Linked DNA regions of Sus scrofa: all the other regions are linked to region 3. The links are chromatin contacts, called in public Hi-C and HiChIP or PLAC-seq maps. All regions are on one chromosome and are shown on one strand. The core of a region is the stretch at or near the end of the contact, and the rest is flanking DNA. Distances in the headings are between cores, read along the strand shown.

Region 1 (4,962 bases), core at 266-2,765, 240 kb before region 3:
TAAATGGGAGGACTAGGCAATAAACTGAACGAACACAGGCTGGGGGTGTGCTTTTGTTTTATTTCATTTTCTTAAGGTGTATGGCTTGAACACGGGGGGGGGGGTGGGGGGAGAAGGAAATGGTGAGGAAGAGGCTGAAAGCACAGGAAAGAAAAAAATATAACCAAAAGCAGAAAGTCCTATAAGGAATGGGAGGGAATAAAATCTAGAGCAAAGATGGAAGCATTATCCTTCAATACCTGTTTCTCTGAACTAGAAACACAAGACCTAACAGAGAAAGAAGGGGTGGTGGGTGGATCTCTGTTTGTTGTTGCTGTTCTTTCTTTCTAGAGCCACACCTGTGGCATATATAAGTTCCCTCGCTAGGAGTCCAATCCGAAGCCTACACCACAGCAATGCCAGGTTCTGGCTAAATCCTAAGCGGCAGCTTGCAGCAATGCCAGATCCTTCACCCACTGAGCGAGGCCAGGGATCAAACCCACATCCTCATGGATACTACTCTGGTTTTTAATGCATAGAGCCACAACGGGAACTCTGGGTGGGTCTCCATATTTAATTTCATAGCCATACCTGGCATTCTCGAACATGTGATCGAATGAAAATCATCTATAGGCTTTTTTAAAAATGCAAATATGGAGCCTGTTTCTATTCATGCAGAATTTCTGAAGGTGAAGCTCTAGCAAGTGAATTTTCCAGAAGTGATTTCCAAGTGATATTATGGAGTATTCCTGTTAAAAGGTAATCAACTGTATAATTTAGGGCTAGTGCAAAATGCAGCTATTATTAGGTGGCCCTTAGGGTGTGGAACGGTACTCGGCCCTCAAGAGAGCAAAGACTACAGGATTCAGAGAGATTCGGATCAGTCATGAAAAAGTCAAATAAACATCACCACATACTTTTAAATGAAGCGTGTTAAAGTGAAGCTGAGAGGTTGAAAAAAATGCAATGATGAAAAATGCATACATCTCCAATGTTTGACCGAAATAAGGTCTCACCTCAGACTACTAGACTCCGTGTCTTAGCCTTAAACTTCCTGTCACAATACTCTACAGGCTCAGCAGGACCAAAGTGTAATTCAGGGTGCTGCAAGAAGTAGGGAAAGCGAGGAAATTGCACGGACAGTTCCTGGAAAGGGACAAAGAAATAACCAGCCGAAGGTAGAAGCGATCTGGATGCCTCTCAACGCCCAGACGCCCCAGGACCTGGGACAAAGCATAAACAAGACCGCGATGCCTTTCTTCTGACACCGCCTTGCACTCACCATCGCCTCGGGATCTCAGCACCAGGAAATAGGTAACTTTGCGACTGGAAAACACCTACACCAACACCAACGCCAGGTTACTCTGGCAACAGAGCCCCACCTACTGCCGGACTCGGAGCGGGCCGCCACTACCCCGCCCCTTTGTCCTTAGTGGCTGGGAGTAAATAGAGCTCCGCCCACCCAGCCGACCGACCCGCCCCTTCACGCCGTAGCTTGGAGCAACGGAACACCACCTACCTCTTTCCAGCATCATCACTTCCGTTTGGTTGAAAGGCGACCCGGAAGTTCAGGCTTATATGCGGCTAGGGTCCAAGTATTCTTTTTTTTATTTTTTAATAAGAGTCTACCCAGTTTTGTTTTACTGAAGTCTTGAATCGTATATTCTGCGTCACTGCGTCACTTGAGTTTAAATGGCACCAAAAGTGTTTTCCTTCTGAAAAGTATTCCGGAAACGAAACCCTGAGTAATCGGAAGTAATTAGCCGTGAACCAAAAGCTTGATGTCCCCAAGGTTGGGGCGGATCGGCTTCGGAATGCTAGAGGAGTGTGCGCGGAAGTTAACCCGTGATATCTAGCCAAAGAACCTGTAAAGTGAGGCCCCCTGCAATTGGGAGAGTAAGAATCTGAGAGGTAAGTCCAGGAAAGGGCTTGTGTAACTGAGAGGGGATTTTGGAAAGGGACAGAGGTTTGGATTGAAGTGTGTTGTTCATTCAGTCGCTTTAGATTTAAGGAAAGGTTGCCCGTTGTTCCAGGAAGGTTTGTTCAGACAGGGACGGAACTTTGGATTTGACTTCTGGGGATGGCAGAGGTTGACAGGATTGTCGCTTCCACTCCTGCCACCTTCATACCTGTTACACACTCCAGACCCACCCCCACCCCCTTCAATTAGTATTTGCCTGCAGACCTTTGTACATTTCCCTGCGCATCTTCCGAGGGTTCATTGCTCTTGCGAAGGGTCTTTGGAGAGCTATTTTTCAGAACAGTGGCGGCGGGGGTGTGACTTTTAAGGAAGGTAGGCACGGAAGACGCTATGCTGAGTTATATCGAGTACTCAAGAGTTATCATTTTTGTGAGTGAAACCATTTGTCATCTAGTGCCTGGTTCATCATTCGTGATCACTGCATTAGTATTACCTTCCTTCTCATGTTCTCGCCTGAATCTTAGTAAGACTAAGATTTAGTAAGGTCATGCATACATTCTGAAAATATATGCTATGACATTTTAATTTTTACCAAGAAATGCAAATTAAGTTATTATGAATTTTTTGTCACTTGTTAAACATCTAAACAGAAGCTCCTCTGTCATGTAGTGAACAAAATAGTGTCCATGTCTCCTGAGAAGGTAATTACTTTAATACCTTTTTTTTTCCCCTTTTTTGGGCTGCATCCGCAGTATTTGGAGTTTCCTAGGCTAGGGGTGGAATCCGAGCTAAGCTGCTGGCCTACAACACAGCCACAACAGCACACTATCCAAGCTGTCTCTGCGACCTACACCGAAGCTCATGGCAACACCAGTTCCTTAACCTACTGATCTAGGCCAGGGATTGAACCCGCAACCTCACGGTTGCTAGACGGATTCGTTTCCACTGCACCAGGACTGGAATTCCTAATTACTTTTAAGTTCCTGGTATCTATCAATAATACAGAGCACCTGTAGTAACTACAGTACTATTTCTGAGCTAAATTTAAGGACGCATATCTGATAATTTAGAGTATATAGGTGATAATTTAGAGTATACCAGTGAAGCAGGAATTTGAAAGTAAACCACCTCTCATTTTTTTTAAGACATTGGGTAGTCATAACAATATCACCTTGTGAAAAAGGGGTGTAAGGGGCACTCCCTAAATGCAGGTTTACTAAATGAAGAAGCAAGTAGAATATCATAATCTTTAAATGACAGGGACTTAATGAATGTGTTTATATGGTATTGTTTTAATTATTTCATTTTATTCATATTTAGGTTTTTCAGTAGAAGCCCGGGGTACATTTTCATTTTTAAAAAAATGACTACTCTTGAAGGTTTAGAAACCAAAGGTAAGTTTTCTTCCTTTGATGATAATTGTTTTAAAACATGGAATTTATGATGATAGGACAAAGGATTGTTTGAGCCAGGTAGCAAAATCTCACAGAACCCTTAGGAATTATTTGTTTCACATCTCTTCGTATTTGTCTTTTAATGCACTGTTTACATCAGTACTTCAGGTATACAGTTGAATATTAGCATCATTTGATAATATTTATTACTACTGTTTATGTCTACTATTGTTAAACATTTAGTATAAAGCAAATTTTTACATCTATGTTCTCTGCCCACTAGAAGATTAGATTTAAATAAATAAGAGTATACATTTTCAAAATTTAGGTAGATGGACAAAAAACTGTGTGTATGTTTCTGTGTCCAAATTTCTCCTTTTTATAAGTACATCAGTCATATTGGATTAGAAGTGCACACTACTTCAGTACGATGTCATCTTAACTAATTACATCTGCAGTGACTCTGTTCCCAAATAAGGTCACATTCTGAGGTATGGTGGATTCAACATTATGAATGTTTTGAGTATTTGAAGCGGGACACTTTTTTTTTTTTTTTTTTTTTTTTTTTAATTTTTAGGGCCGCATCCACAGTACATGGAGATTCCCCGGCTAGGGGTCAAGTTGGGGCTGTAGCTGCCAGACTATACCACAGCCACAGCAATGCAGGATCCAAGCTGAGTCTGCGACCTACACCACAGCTCACGGCAACGCCGGATCCTTAACCCACTAAGCAAGACCAGGGATCAAACATTCATCCTCATAGATGCTAGTCAGATTTGTTAACCGCTGAGCCATGACAGGAACTCCCAGGACACAATTTAAATCAGAACACTTGCTAATTACAGTAATTACTTTTTAATCCTGCCTTACTTGTCCTTTGTGTGATGTTTCATACTGTGATCTTTCCTACCTTTTGAAATACTTTATTTCCTTGATTACCATGACTTCATTCTTATATTACACCTACTTTGTGGCCTTTTCTTGTCCAATACAGTAGCCACATGTCCCAATTTCTGTATAAATTAATATTTTTAAAACTTAATAGCCCTGTCACTGATGACTGTTGTATAAAACAGATATAAAACATTTCCATCATTGTATAAAGTTCTGTTTGACACCACTACTCTAGAATATAGTTCTTTTTAATCTTCCTCTTTTGATTTATCCTTTAAATATTAATGTTTTTCAGCCCTCTTTCTCTTCTACTTTCACAGCTTTGGTTATTATCTATAAGAATAGCTTCCAAATCTATCCATAGCTCAGATCTCTTCCCTTTTGATTCAGACCCTTATAGCCTACTGACTGTCTTCACATAGACATTGGTAACAGTCTTAGCACATTCCCAAGTGAACTCCTGACTCAGGTTATTCTTGAGTGGAATGAATTATGGAGGTTGGTGCTGTCAATGACAGATGGGAAACTTATTTTCTAGAAGCCAGTTTTGTAGCAATCAGATCTCCAACAGCAAACTCTTTAGAGGAGGATTAAATGTATTTAGGAAGTGAAGATCATGCCAATAAATATTTAATTGAATTTATTTAAGTTTGTGCAACAGCATTTCAGAGTTACCAGAGATTTTTTATGGTATTAGAATAAACAAACCATAAACTCTAAATGAAAAAATAAACTGGGGATTAATAGGAAATAAGAACAATTAAATCATAACTA
Region 2 (5,050 bases), core at 1,738-4,237, 190 kb after region 3:
TGATGGAATACAAATTATCTGATTATAAATGGCTTTCTTCATATTGTGTGTGTGTGTGTATACATGACATATATATATGACATATATGCATTAGGGATTTATGTATAATACAAATAATTGTTAATGATAGGTATAAGTAAAAAAGTTTCTAAATGTGTATGCCTTTAGAATTAACAGCACAGTGATCAGCCAGGCACTTCATGTGAACAGAAATTAACAAACACACTCAAACTTGAGGTAAGAAATGGCAGATTTTCCAGGGAACAAATTTATATGCCAAAGGCAATAGAAAGGTCAAATAAAATGAAAGTGTAGAACAGAAAACTGTCCCACAAAATGATTTCCTAGATCGCTTCTGATGTTTAGGAACACTATTTTCTCAGTCTCACCTAGCAAGTACAACGTGGCTAATACAGTTGGTCTCTTAAGTTGGATAAACAAACTTAAACAAACATTGTAACTTCAGGAAAAAAATAATAGCAAAGCAGAAATCAAATATTCATAACGAAGTCTTCATTATTCTGTTTATTTAGGAAACAATGGACATTAACTGGGGTATTTAAAAGTCATTTCAATTAGGAATCTCTTTAGTCCTTCATCAATTATTTCGAGTGTTCTAGTCTCAAATACATTCCTTTCCTCTATAAACTTCTGAAAGAGATGAATACCTCCACCCACCCCAAAATAATGTGCTTTGCTGGCCATAAGCACCCGACCATTTTTACCTAACAATCTAACGAATGTTTGGTGCAAAGGACCATAATAATCAGGATTGTAAATGGTTTCTGAGGTAAGAATGAGATCATATTTTTCAAAGAGTTCTTCCCTGCTTAGTACAAGCTTACAAAACTCAGACCATTCCCCAGAAAAGAACCGGCATTTACATAATTCTTGTGCTACTTTTGATTTTCTGCATCTTTTCACATCTGGCTCATTTAGGTCATTTTCTTCATCTTCCAAAGTGGAGTTAGCCACTACGTTAGGTAAAGTTACTTCATCAATCACCACACTGTTATAATCTTGAAAATGAATTTCTTTGGCCCCTCCCTTGAATGCCATTATACCCAGCAACCCTGAACCACAACCAAGGTCCAACACTTTTTTCCCAGCAAATTTCACTTTGGCCTTTGTAAAATAGGCCAGGAGGTCAAAGGTACACTCCCAGATTTTTAAACCTCCTTCATAAACACCTGTAATCAGATCAGAGTGAGAAGAAAAGCTTTTTGAAATGATGTTTTCTCCAGAAAAGTTATCTTTCAAAAGGATGGTTTTCACTACTGATATGTTAACATGCTGAAGGCCTGGTAATGTTTCTATGACTTTACTTTCTAACACTTTCTTTAAATCTTTAGGCAGAGCATGTTCTTTGGCAACTCTCAAGCAGGGCTTTTTTTCATATGGCTCCAGGTTACTTAAACTGTTCGTTCCATTGAGTGAGTGGTCTGTGTCTTGAGAGGGAGCTGCATTTCCCCCTGACTGATGTTCCCACAAAAGATCCTGAAGCAAGTCAAACTGTTCTGTAGAAGATTTTTTATCACTGTGTTTACCTTTTTGTCTTTCTGAGACTGAAGACTCTTTAGAGAAATCCAGGGCCAAAGCTCCATCTTCAAGGGGTATTAATTCATCTTCCAGATGGTCTTCTATTGTGAAATTAAACTGAAAAGGCATTCTCTCATTAAGTGCACACAATCCTTAAACTCAAAGGAAGATTCTTCAACTTCTGGATAGAACTGATGACACGCACAAAACCCTGCCTCAATTATTTAGTTAATTTTGTTGGAGGCCTACTTCTCTTTAGCTGCTTATACACAGTTACAAATATTTAGGGATATTTCCAGATGATTTTTTAGAGGTCTTTACTCTTCTTTCAATTTAGCTCTAGATGGGGAAAAAAAAAAAAAAAAAAAAAAAAAGGAAATTGTTATTAAAAAGCAAAATGACACATTTGGTTTACACCTAATATTCAATAGCCCCCAGTCCCCAGCCCCACCCCCAACCAGCTGCCTTTTCTATGAATGCTGTGGAGGGAGATGAAGACATTTGGAAACGTACACACTCTTCAGGGTTCAAAAGCTGGAAAAAAGAATAAACTATAAAAACAAACAAAATGACAACAGCGGCAACAACTAGAAATAACAGAAGTACAAAATTCTCAGGCATCATCCGTCATAACCTTGCCCAAACATATTTATTTCCCAAACAGCCAGAATCTCTTCACTTCAGTCTGTTACAGTTTCGAGTAACGACTTCAAGCCTATACTTGGTAAATGAGCGTCCTTTTAAAAAAACATGCACAGGTATACTCTGGTGTGTGTAAATTCATACAAATGACCTCACTACAAACATTCAGCGGCCATCTGCAGCTCTAAGGGTATGGGAGTCGGGTACCTGTGGAGAAATTAGTAAAGATCACTTTGACACAAAATAAGGGCACTGAGCTAGGTGAAGAGGCCCGTAGAAAATGGGAGGAACTTTATCGAGACTCTTCTCTGCATCTACCTATTGTGCAGACACTTAATACATACCAACTGCTTCGATCTGCACAACAATTCTGGCAGGTGGGGTCTTTATCCTCATTACTTATGATATACAGGGAAGGATCACACATTAAGTGAGTAGTTTCTGCTTCCCTACACCGCAGGGCTTGGGGTCATTTCCGGCTGCAGGTCCCGGGTCAAACCCAACTCCAGACGTGCAATCTCAAAGCCCCAAGGGACGGAGGATAGCAAATCTAGGGACTCACATCCCCCTCCCCCATCTCCAGCGTTTCAAAGCAACACTAACGTGATCCAGACCTGGGGAAGCTCGCCCGCCCGCAGGTTCGCAGCTCACCGGGTGGGAGAACTCCAGCCAGACCCTCCAGACTGAAAGTGCACACCAGTGAGTTGAGTCCTCCTCAGGCCAGACAAACCCGACTCTCTTCCCAGACGTGTTCTTCCTGGACTCACCAAGGAAAGGCGCGCGCTTGCTCTCTATGGTTTTGGCTCGCAAGGCCTGCCGGGACGGTGGGGGTTTCCGGTCTTGGCTTTGGCGGGAGCGCTTGGAAGCTTTGGTAGTAGAGCTAAACGATGTCTCAGGAACGGGCGGTCCCAGCGAGCGCGGTTGCCCTGGAAGAATTAAGTAGCTGGCCGGAGGAGGTCTGCCGCCGGGAACTGCCGTCTGTCCTGCCTCGGCTCCTTATATCCTTCATTGTCACTTCTACTTAGGGTTGTGGGGCGGGTCTTCACTTTCCCTCCTGTGCCTCATCCCGGCTCCCGGGGGCCGTGTTGTGTTCCTGCGGCTTCAACCCTCTTGCTTTCTTTGTTGCTAAGCGAGATAAATAAGCGAGGGAATGAAAAGCAGGAAAGAGTCGTAGGTACCGAGGCCGAAGTCATGCCTGGCTTTGGCCCTGGAAGGACTCGCAGAGGTGTTGTGCCAGTGATTTTGGCAGTGGATGTGGCGTTTTCTTCCATTCCGCTGGGCCTTTGCGTTGTGCTGTACCTGCAATTAAGTGTGACTTCTGCATGGGGGGAGCGGGGGAGGCAAGGACTCAGACTTGAGAGGTAAGCTGAGCTGACTCTGAAGGTAGTAGAGAGAGGAGATACTCTGAGGTCTTACCTCTAAAATGGGTGATGAAAATGAATACTCTCCTCACTATTGTGAGAATCAAATTGAAGGACGTAGTTCTCCCATGATGCCAAGTCTGTAAAAGATGTTAAGTAAATAAAAGTGTTCTTCCCCTCCCATTTTCGAACCTTTTTTCCTTTATTGCTGGGGAATAGGAGTTGCTTTCTTGGTCATTAGCTTTGATCAGCTGGGTTTGAGGTATTTAAGGCCTGCGTTGTCCAGGTGCGGATTATTTTTAATCAGGCTAATCCTGTTTTGGTTGTAATGTGCTTGAAGTCCTAGCCCTTCATGTTAAAGGATAATTTTTGTTTATTTCTTAAACAGCTTTGAGGACATAAAACTTCATAAGAATACACTCAAAAAAAAAAAAAAAAAAACCCTTCACTTTAGAGAGTCTGAATACTGCACAAATACTTTACAGTAGAGGCCAAATGTAAATATTGCTGTCACATCGAAGTCATTCTCCTGGGCATTGCCATAGGTACCAAAGCCTTTTCTTAGTCCTTATGTAGGTATGGAATTGCTGTCCTAAAGGAATTTGGCTTGGAAAACAAATAGTCGTCCTCCTCATCTGTTACTACATGCATAATATGTACCAGGGAGGGTATTAATCTTTGGGGGAACAGAGAAAAGGAACATGGTTCCTCTTTCACCCCTTGAGGTTATAGGGAGATTTCAGTAATTGAAAATCAACATCCCACTTGGTTTTGCATCTTAAACTTAACCCAAACATGTTCTTTCCCCAACTTTCTTCATCTATATAAATGATTTCTCAAGCCAAAACCTTCAATCTTCTCTTTATCACATCCAGTCAGCATTTCTTTTGTTTCTGACTTTTTTTTTTTTTTTTCCCTTTACTTTTTAGGGCCCTAGGTGCAGCACATAGAAAGAAAAATAATAATTCTCTTACTCATGTCCTCTTATTATCCATTCTCCAAAAGAAGTTCAGAGTGGAAAACACTGTGTAATTCCCCAGGCTTCTTAACAAATTAGTAATAAAATCTAAACTTTTACCTTCAAGGCTCCTCAGGTTTTAAGCTTTGTCCTTCTCTCCCAACTGCCTCACTCTATTTGATCCACAAGTACAGGAAGCCTTTTTATTTTTTAAAAAATTTTTATTTATTTATTTATTTTTGCTTTTTAGGGCCACACCCATGGCATATGGAGGTTCCCAGGCTAGAGGTCGAATCCAAGCTACAGCTGCTGGCCTACGCCAGATCCTTAACCCACTGAACGAGGCCAACGGTTGAACCCACAAACTCATGGTTCCGGTTGGATGCGTTTCTGCTGCACCATGACAGGAACTCCAGAAAGCCTTTTTAAACCACCCTCCAGTGGCTTCTTAACAAGTTAGTAATCTAAACTTTTATCTTCAAGGCTTCTCATCTTTTAAGCTTTGTCCTTCTCTCCTAACTACCTCACTACATTAGATCCACAAGTACAG
Region 3 (4,348 bases), core at 1,544-4,043:
AAGAACCCTAGGATTCTATATGCTAACTTTTGTCCTTAATGTGAAAGTCCATTTTTGTTTATTTGTGTGGCTTTTTTATACAGTTGAAAAGTATCTCCCATCCCTAATGTTAGATCTTTAAATATGGGGATATAGGCGACAGTATAAAATCTTTACTAAGAAAAATCAGTCTTTCATGCAGAGTAATTTTAATAGAGGTATGTTTCCTAATATGTTTCACTGTGTATATTGTGTGTGCATACCAAGATATATTTATTTTGATTTGAACGATTGAATTGCTATTGAAAAATAATGTCTGAACAGAAAGTTAAAGATGATATGAATTCAAATGATATGCATGATAAATTTTACATTTAGGAGGACTGTTTAAAGATGATTTATTCAGAATAAAAATCATATCAAGCTAGAACCCTAGAGGAAAAAAATATATCTTTTTTCACTGTCAGGTACTATCTACATGTAAGTGATTGGACATGTATTCTTAGGAAAAATTTTTAAAACATTCACTTCAGAACTGGAGCAAGAATAAAAGATGTATTTCACCTCTAAAAGGCATTGTCTTGCCAATATTACATGAAATAAGGAAAGATCTTTGCTTTGGGCTAAAATACACTTTGGCAAAGGATGGAGTTGTCTATGTTGATTTCTTTATGGTGAGTATCGTCAGCCAAGGGGTAGGACAATTTAGAACAAGCTCATAGTTTAAGCAGCCAGCTATAGATTTTTCACAAAAAAATTCTTGAAAGAGAAGTTCCCGTCATGGTGCTGCGGAAACAAATCTGACTAGGAACCATGAGGTCGAGGGTTCAATCCCTGGCCTCGCTCGGTGTGTTAAGGATCTGGCATTGCTGTGAGCTGTGGTGTAGGTCACAGACGCAGCTTGGATCCTGCATTGCTGTGGCTGTGGCATAGGCCGGCAGCAACAGCTCTGATTAGAACCACCATATGCTTCGGGTATGGCCCTAAAAAGCAAAACAAACAAACAAACAAAACCTAAAGATATGACATAATTTGAGGTGCAAAAATATGGATAGTTGGTTCATGTATGGTCAACTGTATGGTTTTGACTCAATAATTGATTGATATGAGAGGAACAACTCTCCCCTGAATTCTGGAAACTCAGCCACAGAGTAAGAGTATAGGATGATCAGTCATGGCTCTGGATGTGAATTCACCATGTGAATCAGCCTCATGTGGTTCTGCCTACAGAATTCTGCTTGTGATTCTTCGTGTTAATTATGGAAGATGATTATTTCATAATAATGAAAACTTCCAAGCACAAGCACCGTGTGACAAAGAAAAGCCAGTAACAAAATTAATGTTCTACCCATGAGCAGGAAAATTAATGTTGGAAAGACTGTCATTTCCTTTGGGGTTGTAGTTAGTAGTAGTTCCCTAATGTTGTGGGTGTGACCTAGATTATCACCTTGAAATGCAATGTTTTAAATGACTTTTTTTTAAAAAAAGAGAGATTTCTTATTATTACAAGACCAGATACTATGTAATACCCTCCAAAATAACCCAGTTACAAAGAAAAGATTTTAAAAGGGTTAATATTATGCACTAAAAGGCTCAAAATATTACAATATTTTCTTGGCAGATCGCTTTGGTTTCGAAATTATAAAAGAGGAACATATCTTTCACAATTGTTTAAGCTGTGATGTTAAGTTAAAAGAAAACTTAGTCACATTAGCAGTTTATCATTAAAAGAAATAAAAATGTAGCTAACCAGAAATATTGAGTAGAACCTATAATTTGTTTAATTTCTGAGAAGTCTTGTTTGTAAGCTTTCAATTAGGAAAAACAGTTTTGTGACTCAAGTATACTTTTATTATTTAAACCCCCTTGTAGTTACATATGCCCTTTAATAGTGACTCCACCAAAATAGCCAGTTTAGACCATATCCCAGGGAGTGATTAAGAATGAGAGAAAAACAACGAGCCACATGCAGCAGAAAAAGGTAAAGGAACAACAATGTCCATTTTTATGAACTGATGATGTTTTGAAAGTCATCTATAAGAAAACAAAACCCTAAATTATGACAATTGTTGAATAATCAGCTTATAAGAAAGTGCAAGGTATATTCATCTTTAGTTGTAGAAGATGAAGCCGTGTGGAATAAATAATATGTAAATGGAAGTTTAATAAAAATACCAGGCTACTAAAAATCTGGAACAGGAGTTTGCAGGAAAGGCTAATGACCTAGGTACCTGGTGCTTTTGAATCAATCAATATATTAAAGAAACAGTCGATCGTGCTAACAAAACTGCATTAACAACAAACTCTTGAAAGCAGTATCTAGGCAATGAAACAATATTTTCTATATCTTCACAATGGTAAACTGTATTATTGTGGGCAAAATGAGCATCCACCAGGTTTAGTTTATTCATTTTACTTCCCTATTTACTGTATTTACCTACCTGAAGTTGGGGCGAGGGTGAGGGGAAGGGAACAATGGAATTGCAAAGGAATGATCTCTAAAAGAAATAGATTATCCTTCCTAGAGAAGCCCACCCAGACACCACACCTGCCTTACCTGGGGTGTGTGGGCTCAGGGTGATAGTTCCAGCTGATGCTCTGAGCAGCCACGTAGAACTGTCTTACCCTCGCTGCTTCAGTCCCTAGGTTTCCCCAGGCTGCCCAGCTGGTGCCCAGGACCACAAGGACCCAGGGGCAAGGGAGAGCTGGGAACATGGTTCCTTTCTGCTCCTCCCTGCCGTCACCACCCCAGGGAGGGTGGAATGCCGAGGCGGATTGCGCTCGCTTCGATGGCTGTCCGCTGTTGGCACTGCAGTGAGCTCAGGGAGGCTGCGGGTGGCAGTGTCCTCCTCCCCTTTGGCTCTCCCGGGAGGCTTCCACGGCAGCGTTGGCTGCAGCCTGGGGCTGTCCCCACCTCCTGGGACCTTTCCAGGCGGGGGTTGGCTAAGTCACTGCCCCAGATGACTGGAGATATTAGGGAGAGCAACTGGGTTAGTGACTGTTTTACTACAGATGAAGGAGGGACAGAGATCAGAGGCTCTAGCAGGTGGGGCAATGCTCAGGGATTCAGGAAACAGGGCAAAACTGTACTCCTGCACTTCTACCTGCTAACTCCTCTGAGCAGGAGCCCCAGCCAACAACACAACCGCCTGGGGCAAAGGTCACACTTCCCAGACCCTCTGCAATTCCCAATGCAACGGAACCCCAAACCCTCAACCATACTACACTCCTTCTGATCTAAGGAAAACAGCATTATACCCTGTTACTAGGCACAGAAATACTGCATTTTCAGGTGGTGAGGAAGCAAGGGGGATGAGCAAACGAATGGGACCTGCTGGCCTGGCCCACTTTACTGAATTTATGGTCAGTTCTGTCTTGACTAGGGCAGTGGCCACCTAAGGCAGAATGCAGGGCTTAAAGAGCTTCCCTAAGAGAATCAGTTAGATCAAATTTCAATCCCACCTATTAGCTGCGTCCTCTTGGATAAGTTACTTAGCTTCTTTGGAGCTCGGTTTTGACATCTGCAAAACAGAGATGACAATAGTAGTTTTCCCCATTAGGGTTGTTGGGAGAGTAAAAGAAAACTGTGAAGTTTACAGTTACCAGCAATTGGAAAGCACACAGCACATGTTTATTACAGTGATTATATTTTTCCTGCCTCCAGGGACCCTTATAGAGGACCTGGGTGTGTCATACAGCCTTGAGATATGATTTGGCTACTTATAGAGAATCTGAGGATTATATTGTCAGAAACTTCATTGTAACATATCCCGGGTTCCCTGAATCTACATGCCTCTAAGCTTCTGCCTTATGATTTGTCTCATCAGATTCAATACATTGTAATTTAGCACCTCAGGTGAGGTCTGGGTGATGTCAGGTCCCTCGACATTTTCACATCCCTATAAATTCTTCTGTCTGTGCCCCTTGGCTTATATTATTTGACCAATTTAGAATGCCACTCTCTTCCTCTTTGCTGTCCACTCTTTAAAGTCCAGAGTTCTGCTTATCTCCTTGAGCCTGGGCCAAATAGACATTTCCATATTATGAATTTCTACCACACACTTCAAATAATATACTCCTGTTAATTACCCACTGTCTCTTTTCTTTGTAAGAGTGTCTATTGTGTCCCCAACTGGATTATAAACTTTCGAGGGCAGGAGCAGGGCCTTATTCTTTCTGTATCTATAATATCAGTCGGTCACAAAGCTGGTAAACCATCAGAATTCTCTGGGAAGTTTTTACAAAATGTAGCTTCTGACTCAGGATAATCACCTGATAATCATCGTCCTGTAATACCGAACCTAGTGATTGGCAAAAAATAAGCAGTCAGAGATGCCATGGACAGTAGAGGAGAGAAACTTTTTAAAAG

The links. Hi-C and Micro-C count contacts between places; a contact is called where the count stands out from the background. HiChIP or PLAC-seq counts read pairs in DNA pulled down with a chosen protein or histone mark.
Region 1: a Hi-C map of liver shows a contact between it and region 3, with 4 times the contacts expected there. The contact joins the promoter of BLZF1 here to the promoter of F5 in region 3. A contact is called at or near these places in 1 of 5 promoter capture datasets (liver), 2 of 47 Hi-C or Micro-C datasets (both in liver) and 1 of 2 datasets of contacts at active chromatin or transcription factors (alveolar macrophages).
Region 2: an H3K27ac HiChIP or PLAC-seq map of alveolar macrophages shows a contact between it and region 3. The contact joins the promoter of METTL18 here to the promoter of F5 in region 3. A contact is called at or near these places in 1 of 5 promoter capture datasets (liver), 3 of 47 Hi-C or Micro-C datasets (embryonic fibroblasts and epiblast stem cells) and 1 of 2 datasets of contacts at active chromatin or transcription factors (alveolar macrophages).

Annotation. Positions count from the first base shown.
Region 1 is chr4:81,636,341-81,641,302 of Sscrofa11.1, reverse strand. It overlaps BLZF1 (golgin-45), which reads left to right and starts at 1,515. Exons shown (of 7, transcript XM_003355067.4): 1 at 1,515-1,890; 2 at 3,221-3,294. The coding sequence starts at 3,264. NME7 (nucleoside diphosphate kinase 7) reads right to left here and starts at 1,396. Exons shown (of 13, transcript XM_021089439.1): 1 at 1,262-1,396. The coding sequence starts at 1,264.
Region 2 is chr4:81,214,044-81,219,093 of Sscrofa11.1, reverse strand. It overlaps METTL18 (histidine protein methyltransferase 1 homolog), which reads right to left and starts at 2,987. Exons shown (of 2, transcript XM_021089436.1): 1 at 2,833-2,987; 2 at 499-1,878. The coding sequence starts at 1,668. The coding sequence ends at 547. It overlaps C4H1orf112, which reads left to right and starts at 3,000. Exons shown (of 24, transcript XM_001928004.6): 1 at 3,000-3,179. The coding sequence starts at 3,069. It also overlaps the pseudogene LOC110260297.
Region 3 is chr4:81,401,718-81,406,065 of Sscrofa11.1, reverse strand. F5 (coagulation factor V) reads right to left here and starts at 2,793. Exons shown (of 25, transcript NM_214120.1): 1 at 2,537-2,793. The coding sequence starts at 2,694.